Regions from separate parts of the Mus musculus genome. Here region 2 is linked to region 1. A link is a contact called in public promoter capture Hi-C data. All regions are on one chromosome and are shown on one strand. Each heading gives the region's core, a stretch centred on a gene start, on an enhancer-like site or on the middle of the called end of the contact. The rest is flanking DNA. Distances are from core to core; before and after follow the strand shown. Region 1 holds the start of Agbl5 (ATP/GTP binding protein-like 5). Region 2 holds the start of Drc1 (dynein regulatory complex subunit 1).

Evidence for each region. Promoter capture Hi-C pulls out the DNA fragments that hold promoters and counts their contacts.
Region 2: a promoter capture Hi-C map of hippocampal neurons shows a contact between it and region 1, with 2.3 times the contacts expected there. The contact joins the promoter of Drc1 here to the promoter of Agbl5 in region 1. A contact is called at or near these places in 2 of 39 promoter capture datasets (cranial neural crest and hippocampal neurons).

What each region holds. Positions count from the first base shown.
Region 1 is chr5:30,887,550-30,890,249 of GRCm38.p6, forward strand. It overlaps Agbl5 (ATP/GTP binding protein-like 5), which reads left to right and starts at 1,385. Exons shown (of 16, transcript NM_001374737.1): 1 at 1,385-1,975; 2 at 2,571-2,700. The coding sequence starts at 2,617. It overlaps Gm35795 (a long non-coding RNA gene), which reads right to left and starts at 1,406. Exons shown (of 2, transcript XR_376844.2): 1 at 1,298-1,406; 2 at 1-445. n-TYgta9 (a tRNA gene) reads left to right here and starts at 534; the gene lies at 534-622. n-TAagc15 (a tRNA gene) reads left to right here and starts at 966; the gene lies at 966-1,038.
Region 2 is chr5:30,280,134-30,282,833 of GRCm38.p6, forward strand. Drc1 (dynein regulatory complex subunit 1) reads left to right here and starts at 1,260. Exons shown (of 17, transcript NM_001033460.4): 1 at 1,260-1,473. The coding sequence starts at 1,319.

The sequences.
Region 1 (2,700 bases), core at 135-2,634:
GTGGGGCGGAAACCTTTCCCAGACCTCGACCATAAAAGCGAGGTTATAAGCGACTAGGGCAGGACCTGGGACTGCACCCAGCCAGTGGGCTCGGAGAGTAGGAGTCCGGGCCGCCGCTGCATCCCAGCGTCCAGGGCATAGGGGTCCCTCGCTCCCGTGGCTCGGTCTTCCCTTCTGGCCTGGGTCTCGGTGAATGGACCCCGACACTTCAGCTGACGGAGCGAATGTCTTTCGCATCATCAGAACAACATGCTTTATATACTTTCATCACGCCGAAAACCAAAGGAAACCTGGAGCAGAAGCAGCATTCGTAGTCCCAAACACCGAAACTAATGTCTGCTTAGCGAGAGGAAGGCCGCCCCAGCTTTAGCCTCAATCCGGCTCACGGCGAGCTCCTGCCGCAGGGTGCGAGCCTGCAAGCCCGCCTTTCTTCTGGCCCGGGATCCTTTAGTTTACGCAGAAACACATTAGGGAAAAAAAAAAAATCTTGGTAAGCATTAGAGGGAAAACTGCAGCAGCCCGACGCAGCGGGGCCTTCGATAGCTCAGTTGGTAGAGCGGAGGACTGTAGTCAGTACAATATGGTAATCCTTAGGTCGCTGGTTCGATTCCGGCTCGAAGGACTTCGTGCACTACTTTTAGTTTACCTACACCCTAGGTCAATTGCTCCGTGGGGGAAACGCTTACTTGAGGATAGGCAGTGTATTTTCCTGGCTACGTTGAAAACCCCTTGAGTACATATAGCAGTTAAGTAGTCGAAGTACAACGTACCTTGTTCGCATATTAGGTGTTAAAGCTATAGTGACATGTACTTCAAGAAAAGTCCTTATTGCTTATGTATGTATTACATGGCTCTGTTTCAAAATCTTGCTGAGGGCTCCATCCTACTTTATATTGTGAACTACATTAGAAAACTGAGTCTCAGGAAACCTTGTAAAGGTTACAGGAAGGTACAGCACTACAGCTGGGGGATTAGCTCAAATGGTAGAGCGCTCGCTTAGCATGCGAGAGGTAGCGGGATCGATGCCCGCATCCTCCACTTCCTTTTACACACCATCAGGCTCATGATCTGTTGTGTCCACGTTTCGTTACACAGTAGAGCTAGGAGCACGGTAAACAAAGATCGGCTTCACATGCTATTTTCTTATTCACAGGTAAGTCTTTTCCTGTTTCCTGCTCACTGCTCTGTCTTTCCCGCCTCGGGGAGGCGGGCCGTTAACCGCCTACAGAGAAGACGCCTAGTGAGCCGCACACGGCGGTGGCCCGCGGAAGCCCCCAAACGGCCCCCTCACAGGTACCTGCCAACGTGCACGGAACCCTGCGTGGCGACCAATGGCAGTGCGCTTTACTGGGCGGGTAGCCAGCTGCAGCTGCGGCCAATAGGCAAGAGACTTCTTGTTTCCTGGCAGAGTGGGGTCCCGGCACCGCGGCTCTCTGGTTTTGTGTGGGTCCCGGGTGGAGGGCCCGGGTGCCGGGGCCCGAGGTGCCGCCTCGCTAGCGGGAGAGGGAGCGGGAGCAGCGGCCCGGAGAGAGGTGAGGGGCTTCGCGTGGACTGCGGCCCCGCCGGCAGGCCCCGCCCCCTTCTCAGCCCGCTCTGCCGGAGCCCCCGTCGAATGCCACCCCGCCCCCCGGCCTGCCGCGGCCGGCCCGCCGACCCCGCCTTTGGTTGACTCCCTCTGCTCCTGTGGCCTCACCTCTGACCCCTAGGACCCGCCTTCCTGTCCGCCAGTGTACCTGTCTCGACCCCTCCCACGCTTCCAAACCCCACCCTGCCCTGGACAAGCCAGGCAGCGCGAGGGTCCTCGCGAATCGAGGAGCTGCCTGCTGCTTCCAAGCGGGACTCTACTGGCCCAGCCTTCCTAGGGGTGCTTAGGACGCCCGTTACCCACACCTTCGAGGGTAGCTTTTGCACGGGCTCGTGTCTACAGGGCGGGAGGATGGAAACAGACCCTAATTGGAACTGAGGTTCAGGGCAGGTGAGCAAGTGGCTTTGGCCGGGCATAGGCTACGTTTTCATAATAGGCGTAGTAGAGGAAGGGGGTGGTAGCAACGCTCTTCAAGGTCTCCGAGAAACGAGTATAATTACAGTCGGTGCTTGTGAAGACAAAAGAGGTAAAGAAAGGAAGCTACCATTTACACTTAGAAACTTGGTTCTTCTTGCTCCGGGCTGTCCAGTACAAAGCCAATATAGGAAATTTTAATATGGCCTCTCCCTCATAGAGTCAGTGGCAACCACCCGACCTCGAGTCTCTGCCTCTTAGGTTGTTAAAAAGCTTGAGAATCTAGCGTTTTCCAACTCAACTAAGGAAGCTAGTGAGCATTCGATTGGGGAACGGTGGTGATGTAGTAAAATAGGGTGTTTTTAGGTCGCTCATACTCCTTGGGTGTCCAGGGACAGAGTTGTGCTTTCTCTTGATCTTACTGAAAGGCTACTTCCAGGTTTTCTATGAATAAGAGCGTTTTGCTTCATAGAGTAGAAAAGACATTTCTCATTTATCCAGACATACCAAACACATTGTTTCATTTTCTGCCCTTCCTCCCTATCCCAACTTTGATTTTTTTTCCCCCCAGCTCTCAGGGCCTGTGTGGGGCAAGAGGATGCTTTCCCAGCCCCACCATGGAGCTGCGCTGTGGGGGATTGCTGTTCAGTTCTCGCTTTGATTCAGGGAACCTAGCCCATGTGGAAAAGGTGGAGACTGTG
Region 2 (2,700 bases), core at 10-2,509, 610 kb before region 1:
TAAGCCATAAAACCCCTTCATCATCAAGGAATGTCTAGCATGTCTGAGTCCCTAAGTTCAGTCTCCAATGCTACAAAAATAAAACTGTCGAGTGGTTTGCATTAGGGATAGTGTCTTGAAATGTAGCCCTGCTTGGCCTAGAACTTTACAGTCTTCCTATCTCAGCCTCCCAGAGGGCTGATTGTGAACCACTATGTCTGCATGTCTGTGTGTATTATTATTATAAGGGTGGGTATTATTATTATTATTATTTTGGTATAGGGCTTTACATTTCTTATTTTAATTTAGTTTAGAAATGGAGTCTCATTGTGTTCCAGGATGACCTGGAACACAATCCTGAGTTCTGGGATTACAGGAGTGGTGTTTTTGTTTTGTTTTGTGTGTCCTGTCCAAGGTGCTCCAACGAACCAACTGGTGTAGGTAAACCCTTTACCATTGAGCCGTACCACAAGCCCACAGGCATAGTTTTAATTCTTAAAGAGAACATTAAAAAACAACAACAAAAAAAAAACCACTTTTTACACCTATGATTTTGTGTGCCCATATGCCACTGTGGCATGTGAAGGTCAAAGGACAATTTATCAGTACTGGTACTTTTTCCATAGTGTGGGCCTAAAGGATTGAACTCAGTTGGTCACTCTCCTTGGCCATAAACATTGACTGCTGAGCCTTCTCTCTGGCCCCAGGACATTATTTTGTTGACAAGGGGACACACGGTGCCTAAGGCATGATGTCCCCCCCCCCGCCCCCGCAGACTGCTGCTTTGAGAGAGCGGTGGTGTCCTGGGTTCTTCCCCGCCCCCCCCCCCCCAACCATTCTCCTGAACCCACCTCTTTTTCGGTCATGGCTACAGATGATGAGTGTACTTGAGTTCACACTTCCAAAACTGCAATGGGCTGAGGTGGTCTCCCACTCAGCTTAAGGAAAGGACGCCACTGTCTCTAGCTATATAATACAATGCTTTTCATGTTGCAGGTACTCAGTTATTTTGGAGCAAAGTGCCTTTTAGGAATATTCATTTGGTAAGGTGGATGATGAATTGGGCTTTTGAGTCAGAAAGAGATGCGGTGCGGTTTGTTCCATCTGCCTTCGTGGGGTCAAGTCAGCCCCTCCAAACCAACTTCAGGCAAGGGGAATCAAGTCCACATTTGGGATACAAATATACAACTCGTAGTGCCTGACAGAGAAGCTGGGCTGGAGCGCCGCGCGACAGCTAGCCAGAGATGGGTCAGGTGACTGCTTTCCCTTGGCAACGGCTTGTTCCTAGCAACCCGGCTGCTGGTCCAGGCGGAGCTGCCAGTGGGTGGGAGACGCCGCCATGAATCCCTCAGGAACCATTGGGGTCCTAGAGCAGAATGGGGAAGAACACTTAGCCACCCCGATTCTCGGACCCTCGGTGCATTCGGATAACCCGCAGGAGCGGATCCAGGCCCGGCGCCTGCGCATCGCTGCTCGTCAGGAAGCCCGAAGGCGGTGAGCTGGGTGGCCGGGTGGTGCGATGGGGAGCCCAGAGTGCCCTGCAGGGAGCTGGGGCCGGGCTGGGTGGGAGCTCCATGGTAAGGTGTGTGTGTGTGTGTGTGTGTGTGTGTGTGTGTGTGTGTGCGCGCGCGCGCCCTGGGTGTAAACAGAAAAACTTTTCTTCTAGAACATTCAAGCAGTGAGTTTTGGGACAGCTAGGGCTACATAATGAGACCCTGTCCCAATATTTGAAAATAAAAATAAAAAAGTTCTAGGTCAGATTTATTCCAGAGGCTAGAGTTTGTTGACGAGATGTAATGGACCGCGATCTGTGAAAGAGTCGGTTATCCCCATTCTACTGAGAATACCTTATCACAGCCAGTGAGCATATGTGATTGTGTGTTCCACACAGATATGAGCATCTTGATCCATTTTAAAATTAAAAAATAAAATAAAATAAAGCCAGGTTAGTGGCTTATGCCTTTAATCTCAGTACTGGAGTGGCAGAGGCAGGCAAATCTCTTTGAGATCAAGGCTAGCCTAGTCTACGTAGGAAGGCCTTGACACCTCAAAATAAAAATAAAATAAGAGTAAAAGCTTTCATTTCACTTAGTGGCCACACTCCCTGGGCCCAAGGCCATGTCGACGGATCTACTGTAGCAAAGGCGGGGTGGCTGCTTGCTTGTGCTTGCGGACATTGATGATCATTGTCTAGAATCCATCCAGGTACTGCAAGTGCCAGACCTGTGAATTAAGAGGGGATGTGATAGGAGCCACCACACTTGCATTCCCACCATGTTCCCTAGGCTTTGGTGTCTTTATTAGCTTAGGTAAAGTTTAAGGGACATCCACTAGTCACCAGACTTCATGTGACAGTTGTTCAACTTCTAAGTCGTTCATTCCACTTTTACTTTTGGTGGTCTACAGACCCAGCAGAAGTACAAGATGGAGGTCTGTGTGCCTCCATCCTAGTTGGGCAAGGCTGTGATCATGGTTAGCATCTCTTGTTGTCATGGTAACTCAGATCTGTTTTTAATTGTCCTAACACTGTCTGGGTATCCCCTTCCCTGACAGTTCCCTGATGACCTTCAATCCCCTTGGGGAAAGGCTAGGAGCCTCACTACATTATGTATTTGCATTGTGTTCTCTGTTCTTCCTCCTGGGATCCCTGCCACCTCTTTGGTTAGGAGGTTCTGGGATGAGAACTGGGGTTGGTTCAGGAACTGGGCAAGGCAGAAGCAT